Linked DNA regions of Pan troglodytes: region 1 is linked to region 2. The links are chromatin contacts, called in public capture Hi-C maps. All regions are on one chromosome and are shown on one strand. Each heading gives the region's core, a stretch centred on a gene start, on an enhancer-like site or on the middle of the called end of the contact. The rest is flanking DNA. Distances are from core to core; before and after follow the strand shown. Region 1 has its middle 86 kb from the start of NPAS2. Region 2 overlaps NPAS2 (neuronal PAS domain protein 2).

Region 1 (5,180 bases), core at 1,916-4,415, 250 kb after region 2:
TAGGGCTAGTTTTTACCCACTCTATAGGCAAGACCCTTCCAAGTGTTCTCTCCATCACCTCTCTCATATGAGGTTTTCACGTCCGGCTGGTTAGAATAAACACCATTTCTGTCCTGGTGTGAGCTCTAGGTAATGTTCCCCCTCATCTTTTTGGGCGGTTCCTTCTCTAGCCTCACCCATTTCACTGACCAGTGCTCTATCAGTAGTTGATGAGGAGCCTGCAGACCTCCAGAGTCCTCTCTGCAGCTCTCTCCTCTCTGGCAGTCTGCCCTGTAATCTCTCGCCTCTGTCCTCTCCCTGGGCCATCAGCTCCAACTCTTCCACTCAGGGAATCCACTAGGTTCTAGCTGTGTGCCCCATCCCTGCACCAGGGCCTGGAGACCCTCTTCAGGCAATAAGACAGGCAATTATAGGCCTCACCTCATTGGTTTCCTGTCTCTCAGGGATTGTTGTCCTTTGTTGCCTGATCCGATGTCTCAAAAGCCATTGTTTCACGTATTTTGTCTAGTGTTTTATGTTGTTTCATGCAGGAAGGAAAATCCTGTGCAGTGTTTCATGGGTTTTGAATCTCTGCTATTGGGTACAAACATTTTTAGTGTTGTTAAGTATTCTTGCTAAATTGATCTGTTTATCGTTTTTGAAATATTCCTCTTTGTCTTTGGTTTATGCCTTGTTTGGAAGTCTGAAGAATGTCTTTGTCTGACATGAATAGAACTACTCCAGCTTTCTTATGAATAGTGTTGGCATGGTATAGCTTTTCTATATTCTTTAACTTTTGATCTCTCTCTCTGTGTGTGTGTGTGTGTGTGTTCCCTTGAATAATAGTTCTTGCTTTTTCACTCAGTCTTATAATCTTTGCTTTTAATTGGAGTGCTTAGACTAACCCTTTTCAATAGACCTTTCTGTGATAATGAAAATGTTATAAATGTTCCGTCTAATATGCTACCCACTAACCAGATGGCTACTGAGCACTTGAAATATGGCCACAGTGACTGAGGAACTAAATTGATCTTATTAAAGTTTAAGTTAATTTCTTTTCTTTTTCTTTTTTTTTTTTGACAGAGTCTCACTCTGTCACACAGGCTGCAATGCAGTGGTGCGATCTTGACTCATTGCAGCCTCACCAACCCAGGCTCAAGCGTAGCTGGGATTACAGGCGCACGCCACCGTGCCCAGCTAATATTTTAATTTTTTTTGTAGAGCCTGGGTTCCACCATTGTGCCCAGGCTGGTCTTGAACTCCTGGGCTCAAGCCATCTGTCTGCTTTGGCCTCCCAAAATGCTGGGATTACAGACATGAGCCATTGCACCCAGCCTTAACTTAATTTCAATAGCCCCACGTGGCTAGTGGTTTGTGTACTAGACAGAATAGGTTGACTATATTTAATGTAATTATTGATGTGATTTGGGATTAATTTTACCATCTTGTTATTTGTTTTTAATTTTTAAAAATATTTTTCATCTCTTCTTTATCCGTTTTTTCTCTTTCCCTCCTGATTTTGTATTGAATTTATTTCATTATTTTACCATTGGCTTATTAGCTATATCTTTCATTTTGTTTTGTGGTTGTTCTAGGATTTATCATATTCTTCTTTAATTATAAAGTCTACCTTTAATTAATATCATATCGGCCAGGCATGGTGGCTTACACCTGTAAGTGCTTTGGGAGGCCAAGGTGGGAGGATCTCTTGAGCTCCAGAGTTTGAGGCTGCAGTGAGCTGTCATTGCGCCATTGCCCTCCAGCCTGGGTGTCATAGCGAGAGCCTGTCTCAAAAAAAAAAAAAAAAAGGAGATATCATACCTCCTCACATATAAGGACCTTATAATATACTTCCCTTCCCGACATCTTTTGTGTTATTATTATGTATTTAATTCCACTTATGTTATAAACCTCACAATATATTGTTATTTTTACTTTAAACAATTACCTTTTAAGGAATTTTTAAAAATTATAATAAGAAAAAAGTATTTTTATTTTTATTTTTTATGGAGATTGGATCTCCCTATGTTGCCCAGACTGGTCTTGAACCCCTGGGCTAGAGGAATCCTCCTTCTTTGGCCTCCCAAAGTGCTGGGATTGCAGGCATGAGCCATGGTGTCCAGTCTAGAGTATTTTTATTTATCACATATTTCAATTTTCTGTTGCTTCTCGCTTCTTTGTGTAGATCCAAGTTCCCATCTGGTATCATTTTCCTTCACCTTGAAGGACTTTATTTACCACTTCTCATGGTGCAGGGCTGCTGATGAAGAATTAGCTTTTTTTTTTTTTTTTGTCTGAAAGTCTCCAATTTTTTTTTTTCATTTAGAAGATATTTACCGGGTATATAATTCTAGGGTGACTCTTTTTTGTCATCTTAAAATACTTTGTTCCAGTCTCTTGTGTTCTTAATAATTTCTTACTAGGCATTTACTGTGATTCCTGTCTTTGTTTCTTTGTGTGTAGTGTCATTTTTGCCTGGTTGTCCGGAAGATAATCTTTCCAGGACTCGGTTTCAGGAATTTGATTATGACGTTCACCTGGTGTCGTGTTCTTTGTATTTATCCTCCTGGGCTTGGTGATCTTCATGGATCTCAAGATTTATAGTTTTTGCAAAATTTGGAAAAAATTATTTCTTCATGTATTTTCCCCTCTACATTTTCCCCTTTTTTTGGAATTCCAATTGTGAATATATTAGACTGCCTGATTTGTCTCACAAGTCACTGATATTTTGTTCATTTTTAAAAGTTTTTTTTCTCTTTCTATTCTACATTTTGGATAGTTTTTTGTTTTGTCTTGTTTCTTTTTTTGCTACGTCTTCACCTTTGGGTTCACACCTCTTTTCTTCTGCAGTGTCTAATCCGCTGTTGGTCCCATCCAGGGCAGGGGGAGAGACTCTGCAAAGGTACAGAGATAGGCAGCAGCCGGGGGGCTCTGGGAACTGCAGCGTCCCCTGTGATCTCACCATGCTCAGCTTCAGCTCAGCCTCAGCTCAGCGGCAGGGAAGAGAAGTTCTGTATTTTGACCTGCTGCAGGGAGTCCTTTCAGGCAACTGAGTGGAAATGCAGCCATTTCTCAACTGCGAACTCTCCCTAGAGAGTCAAATTCTCTTCCCTTTTGTAGTGCAAGGGAGTAGTCATCTTCCTATCTCTCATGAGGCAACCTCCCACTCTCGCCTAATTGGAAATATCTCCTGGTCCACACAATGCCACAGCTGGCAGCTCCCCCCGCCTCACCCCCACCCCGTTCCCTCCTTGCAACAGAGCTGCTTCTCTAACTGCTGTGAATGATGAGGAAATCTGAGCCACGTGAAAGAAGCATAGGAACCTATGCCAAGCCCTATTGTGCCACTGACCTTCGGATTTGAATGAAATTAACAATTGCCTAATTAATTGAGTTCTGATAATTTCTATCAAGGCACTTTAAAGTGATGGGCCCCAAGAATTCATCCTGGGGATGAGGTAAAGGCAGTGTCTTTTTATTCAATGTGCAAATTATTTGAAAGTCTCTTCCACGTGATTCAGTGTCTTCGATGACTCATTTATAATTTTTCTGCAAGGGAATGTTAAAGACGGGGCCAGTGACCTTCCAGAGAAAGTGCTTTACTGCTCTTCTGAGACCTTTTAGCACCTATACTAAATGAATGCCAGTGCAGGAGCTTATGTGTGGAAAGACTCAATTCCATGAAGGGCCCTGTTAAAAATATGACAGTACCCAAACCCTCGTGACCCCAAACCCTCACAACCCTGTGCTTGCAGCAAAGCAACCGGGAAAGGTCAGCTCACCCTGGCTCATGTTGTTGTCAACTCTCTGAATTTAGGATTTCGAACTAAAGTTAGAAAAGTGTGCATTGCTTTGTGTAGTCAGTCTCTTTTCCAGAAAATACGTTTTGATTTTTTTTTGGTAGATAACATCATTTTCAGCTGACACTAGGTGAATAATTTATATTTAATAAATTCATTTAAATGGGTACTATAATGAACGAATTAACACGATGAGCGACAGAAGAGGCAAACAATGTGATTTTTGTGATCGAGCATTTAGAAAGGTTAAACTGACAATCTTGACGCTTATGGAAGTTAAATGGTCAGGTGCTGGGACACTTCGTAAGAGAACTGGCCAGGTTGGGGAGAAATTGAGAACACTTTGGAAAATGGAGACGTAGGTCCCAGACCTGCCAGTTATGGGCTAAGGAGGCTTTGTGAATCACTTAGTATTCTAAAGTTGTGGCCTCTCCCTTTGTAAAATAATTTTATCTGTTTAATAGGGTGCTTGGAAAGTTAAATGCCAAAATAAATGCCATGGTACTTTATAAGCTGGAAAGTCCTGTTACTATTAAGAGGGGCCAGATTTCAAAGAAAGCAGAGGCTTTGTGGGCTGCTATTGCCCCAGAAGAGGATTTGGATGTAGAGAGACTGAAGATTGGTTGAACCTTGGAGAGGCCACGGAGAGGAGGAAGAACGCTCACTAGAAAGACGGCATGACTGAGGAAGTCGGTGGGAACAAGCCTGCTTCTCCCATGGGAATGTTTCTAATCCTTTACTGTGGCCACCCTTCGCCAAACTCTGCGGAGGGAGATTGCAAGCTGACCCTACCATGGTGCAGCATTTGGACCATGACTGTCTGGGGGCATGAAGTGCTTTGTGATTTGGTTTAAGGGTGAAATCAGTGGTTCCAAACATTGAGCGCACATTTAAATCACCTTGGAACATTGCATTGCAAGAATGCCCAGTTTCCATCCCTGAGCTGCACTAATCAGACTTTCTGGGATGTGACGGTTTGGGTGATGTCATTTTCATAGATTTAAAAGTGATTCTGAAGAAAAGCAGGGATGAGAACTGCTGTTGAGTTCTTGATGTATGGATTGAGAAATTCGTTCTGAATCGAAACACCCTGTCATCCACTAGTTAAGAAAAATTAACTCTGTTTGCTACTGGTCCCCAAATGGGGCCAGTTGGGCTCTTATGGGAGGGCCCAGGAAATCTGAAACCTTGTTAGTGTACTCCAGACTTCTGCCTCATGCCTGTGTCCTTGGAAACCTAGGCTCCTCCTCTTGCCCTGTGATCCCAGGGGTCCGGCAGGTGAAGGTTTCAGCCATGTTTCACAGTGGGACACCTGCCATGGCTCACAAAGTTGTTCACTGTACGAATTCTGTGTAGTGTCCACTCATGTCCTCACTGCCCACACCAGCCCTGCCCAGCTGT
Region 2 (5,292 bases), core at 1,006-3,505:
GAGAGCAGCAGGGCTCTGGCATGGCCCAGGCTGTCTGAGTGAAGCCTGCTCAAGGCGCACACGCCGTGTCTTGAGGGGAGCAGGTGGGGAGGTGGCCTGTCCAGGGCGGGGCTCTTCTCTTTAAGGTGAGCAGCCACCTCTGAGAGGCCTGTGCAGGGGCAGGAAGGGGAGGGACAGTGAGCATCTAGAAAGCCACCAGGAGTGCCCCTGAGGGCCAGGCGGAGCTGCTGGGACCTCAGCGAGGCAGGATGGCCAAACGAGCATCTCCCTAAGCCCCCAGACACCTGCACCACTGCGTATTAATCTCAGCGTGCACCGGCTCAGGGCGCTGTGCCCCGACAGAACCCGCCTGTCGCCTATGGTAGGTGTGGCTGCACTTCGGAAGCTGTGTGGCCAGGGGAGGGTCTGCGTAGATGGTGATGGGGGAAGCAACAGGGACAGTGCTCCGGCAGAGATGTTATTTCTGCTTCTTTCTGTCCCTTCTAAGGGTCTCCAAATGCTTAGCGCTCCCAGGGCAGACGCCAAGGTTAGCTAGAGTTACATTTACAATCAAAGGCTGGGTCAGAATCAGGCACTTCTGAAGATACACAGTCCTGGACTAATATAAGTAAAACATCATGTATTATTAAGAGAGATCCAATACGTAAAGGTTTTCCTCCAAAACAAAACAAAAAACAAAACAAAACAACACCTCTCCAAACAATTCTAATATCTGGGGGTCACAGTGAGAGCTGCTGCTGCTAGGCCTTGCAGAGCTTCCCTGCTGGCACACCACAAATGGGGTGCCACCCAGCTCCCTCTGCAGTCCCCAGTAGGCTGTGATATGGATATCATCATTTCCCACATCTCCCTGGATGCCTGCGTTGGATGAGAAACAACAGAGCTGCGTCCATCTCCTCCTGATGGCAGCCTGGGCTGGGAGCTAGGAAAGCAAAGTTATAGAGGTGCAGGGAGGTACTACCCAGGACCGAGGCAGGCATCCATGCAGGGCAATCCAACGCCAAGTGCACAAGTGCAAACGGAGGTGGAGGCAGCGAGCAGATGTGTCTGCCAGAGTGAGGGGCGAGGGAAGAGGACATCAGGGGTGTGGCCTGGAGGCAGGGATGGGGACCGGGATTTGTTCCTTGTCCTTTGCAGAGACTGCAATATGCTTTCATAAGCAAATGGGGCTTGGCAGGGCAGTGCACAGGGCTTGGGAGGAAGTCCTGGCTGCCCGGAAATGGCGGCAGGACCCCTTCCCACACAGCAGCAGGGACAGAGGCCAGCCCGGGAAGGGGATCACCTGGACATTGGAGTCCTGGACCAGGCAGAGCTGCTCCTGGATCTTGTGGAGCTCTTCCTGTTGCCACCGGATATTGGCCTGCAGGATCCGCGTCCGCTGCTCTAGCTGGTCTTTGATGGTCTGGAACATGCTGAACTGTGCCGAAAACTTCAAGGTGGAGCCGAAAAACATAACCAGATGAAAGAGTTATTTCAGCCTTGCAGGCAGATCTTGCTGCTGCTCGGTCTGTACACTTCATTTCCGTCCCTTAGCCGTCTTTCCCAGCATCCCTAAGGAGCCCACGGCTGGGTCCTGGGCAGTGAACAGGGGCTGCAGATGAGGTCTGGGCATCCTGGGGGCCCCTGTGCCAGTCTTTCTCAAGCTGGCTATGACAGCAGGCCCGCCTGAATCTGCAGACCTGACTTACTGCCCTGCAGTCCGGGAGGGCCACAGAATTGGGACAGGATTTTGTAAGCAATGTTCACAAACTGATATTCCAAATTTAGAGAGATGAACAAATCGTTCTGGAGATGAATGTCAAAAGCAGGGCATCAGAGAGTCCCTTTTCCCCCTCATTTAGGGCATAGCAGTTTGTATGTGACAGCTTCACAGGCATTTTTGGGTCCGGTCATTATCCTAAATCTGATCCTGGCTCTCTCCAAAACAGCCTGGGATCACCAAGAACTTATCATTCCCCCTCACCCTCCCCTCTCCAGCCTTACTTGCTACTATGCACGTCTTGGAAATCTGTGCAAAAAACGAACAAAACAATCACCCAGTCTTTGCCCGAGGGCCCCCTCTCCAGTGTGACTGACCTCGGGGTAAAGACACGGTGATTGTTTTGGGTCTCCCCTTCCTTTGGACCCTTAATCCTTTCTGGGGAAGGAGGCTGGCCTTAGGAAACTTGCAGGTAGTCTCTGCCTCCTGTCCCGTCTCCCTCAACACAGGCTCCTCCGCTTCCAGGAAACACTGTTTGGGAGGGATGGCAGGAGGGGCCTGCAGCCCCTGCTCTGGGCTCTTCGGGGCTATGACTCCCATATCTTGAGGCAAATGAGTTTGCTAGATTCATTCTGTTTTTCTCTTTCTCCCTTTTTACCATGACTTAACCCCCATTCCCTCAATCTCTAGCCCAACAATCTCCCTAGTCTGTTTCCTGCCCGCTGTCTTTTGCAAATGCCCCCAGGGCCTCTCTCTTTTCCTCTGCCCTTTGACCTCCCAGACACAGGGAGGCAAGGAGAGCAGGAGAGTTGAGAAACAGGATGAAATAACTGAAAGCATAGCTTTTGAAGCAGCAAAATAATAATAAAAAGAACCAGTAAGAGTAAGAATAGCAGGTGCTGACATGTGCAGAGACCCTCAGGTGCCAGCTGCTGCCCCAGGCAAGTAGAGGTACGTGTGTTGTGCTTCTTCACGACGAGCCCATGCCACCCCAAGAGGCTGCACCCTGCTGGAAGTCACACAGCGAGATGGTGGCAGCACCAACATGTAAATCCCAAGTCTTAGGAGCTGAGCAAGGCCAAGAAGTTTTGCCCACAAGACACTCCCATCTTGACCAGAGTGGCTTTGACCTCAGACTTCCTTTAAAAGGAAGGTTCTGTTGCTACCCATGCATTTAAAAATACCTGTGCTGGGCCTGGGGTGGTGACTCATGCCTGTAATCCCAGCACTTTGAGAGGCCGAGGTGGGCGGATCACCTGAGATCAAGAGTTTGAGACCAGCCTGGCCAACATGGCAAAACCCCATCTCCACTAAAAAATACAAAAATTAGCCAGGCGTGGTGGTAGGCACCCGTAATCCCAGCTACTCGGGAGGCTGAGGCAGGAGAATTGCTTGAATCCGGGAGGCAGAGGTTGCAGTGAGCCGAGATTGCACAACTGCACTCCAGCCTGGGCAACAGAGTGAGACTCCGTCTCAAAAAATATATGTATAAACAAAAATAACAAAAATTAAAAAAAAACCTGCGCTATCCCAGACTCACAAAAATCCCAGTCAGATTGTGACTAATCAGACCACTCTGTGAGGATTTTGAAAGAGAATTCAACGGAGAAAGCAAACGAGCTATTCCAAGTATTTAACGAAACACAAAAGCTTCTCTGGCAGGTTCTACAAAGTCGGGAAACTCAGCGTTGCCCCTTCCACCTGCAGTGGAGGCGGCTCATGGGTGCCGAGTTGGCTTGGAAAGGGAGTGGCGATGGGCTGGGTTAGGAGATGGTGGCTGCCTCTCACGTTATTCGGATTTTTTCAAGGCCTCCCAGACACCCCATCATTAGGCCCTCCTTACCTTCTTGATGGTGATGTTTTTGATAAAGAGAGCTACTCTAATTTAAAGACATTTTAGAACCATAGTATGAAGAAAGAGGCTTTTTGGAAAACCACCAGTTACCCAGATAACCGCTCCTCAGATTTTGGATTTCATTTTTCCCTTCTTTCCCTGAAGGGTGAGGGGAATGAGAGAAAAATCCCAGAATCTCGTTGTTTCACATGAAGTGGGTATTTCACATGAAGTGGGAAGAACTGTGTGACTTGGAAAGTCAGTATTATGCAGGGATGTCTTAAAGAATATAGTTATTGGCTGGGCGCGGTGGCTCATGCCTGTAATCCCAGCACTTTGGGAGGCTGAGGTGGGCGGATCACCTGAGGTCAGGAATTCAAGACCAGCCTGGCCAACACAGCGAAACCCCGTCTCTACAAAAAATACAAAATTAGCTGGGTGTAGTGGTGCATTCCTGTAATCCCAGCTACTTGGGAGGCTGAGGCAGAAGAATCGCTGGAACCCAGGAGGTGGAGGTTGCCATGAGCCAAGATGCTGCCATTGCACTCCAGCCTGGGCAAAAAGAGTGAAACTCCGTCTTGAAAAAAAAAAAAAAAAAAAAATATATATATATATATATATATATAATTAAATATAGTACACATGACAGACTAAGAAGTTCAATAAATGAAAAATCAGAATTCCAAAAGAGACTGCATCACACTGTTGTGTCTTATAAACACAGACATTCTTTATAATGCAAGACCCAGAAGTTAAAGACATTTTCATTTTATGCCCCTTTGGATTAAAAGGTTACTAATTTCTTACCAAATAGGCCTTGGAAATTTAAAGAGAAAAACAGTATTCAGGTTTTTTTTCTTTTGGCCTAATGAGGGTGAATATAGGCAGTTTTAATGAGTAGATTCCAGAAGGGCAGGTTTTTTACACCAATCTTCAAGCCTGACTCTGGCAAGCAGCACGCGTTAGCATGTGTCTTACTCCAGGAATGCATGAGAGACCCCCACTAAGAGGGCATATGTTCCGAAATAGTTTTCATCAGTGGTGACAGATGTGTGCCAAGACAGAGAGGGGCACCTGCTGCTGAACCGCCGTCTGGGGCGCAGCTCTAGCTTGTGGCCATGGTCTGGGCAGAGCTAAGTCTCCTATGAGGGAACTGAAGTCAGAGCTCAGGCCTGGGCAGGGTTTGTCACTCCCCGTGTTCAGAACTCCCTGCTGAAGCACATCCCTGCTGTCCCCCTGCCGCACCATCTGGCAACCTCCTACCCACCTTTCCGGGGCCAACTCAAGCGTCACCTCCTCCAGGAAGCCACGTCAGACTTCCCTGGGCAGAATATTTCCTTCATGGTTCTATAAAAACGCATGCCCTGCCACGGCGGCGTCTCTGTTTACATGCCTGTCTCTCCCTTTAGTTCTGAGAACTAAAAGCAAGGGCTGACTTACATCTTTACATCCCTAACACCTCGCTCACTGACCCAAATAGTAACTCACCGAATGTTGTTGAAACAAGGATGGAATTACTCAGCAAAGCCGTAATCCTTTTCTTTTCTTTCTTTCTTTTTTTTTTAAACAAATGTGATATTTATAGTGCTGGACTCACGGCTTTTAGATCCTTTCAGTCTTTCTATGACATGCAGCCCAATTCAGACCTTTTCTAAAATACCGTGGCCAATTTGGAGTCGTAAAGAACAAGAGGAATGTGGAAAAGTGGCAAAGAGGTGAACAGAGACTGTTAAAAGAATTAAAAAAACAGACTCTGGAC

Evidence for each region. Capture Hi-C pulls out chosen DNA fragments and counts their contacts.
Region 1: a capture Hi-C map of stem cell-derived neural stem cells shows a contact between it and region 2, with 4 times the contacts expected there. The contact joins two enhancer-like sites. A contact is called at or near these places in 4 of 7 Hi-C or Micro-C datasets (blood, induced pluripotent stem cells and stem cell-derived neural progenitor cells) and 1 of 1 other capture datasets (stem cell-derived neural stem cells).

Annotation. Positions count from the first base shown.
Region 1 is chr12:22,199,611-22,204,790 of NHGRI_mPanTro3-v2.0_pri, forward strand. No RefSeq gene overlaps it. Among named protein-coding and RNA genes, the nearest start is that of NPAS2, 86 kb to the left of the region's middle. Within about 2 kb of position 3,166, at least 6 of the 24 cell types and tissues checked have an H3K27ac peak or open chromatin away from gene starts, as enhancers often do. A contact at or near this core is called in stem cell-derived neural stem cells, where this site is marked.
Region 2 is chr12:21,953,041-21,958,332 of NHGRI_mPanTro3-v2.0_pri, forward strand. NPAS2 (neuronal PAS domain protein 2) reads right to left here. Exons shown (of 21, transcript XM_003309165.5): 16 at 1,283-1,429. Among named protein-coding and RNA genes, the nearest start is that of RPL31, 21 kb to the left of the region's middle. Within about 2 kb of position 2,256, at least 6 of the 24 cell types and tissues checked have an H3K27ac peak or open chromatin away from gene starts, as enhancers often do. A contact at or near this core is called in stem cell-derived neural stem cells, where this site is marked.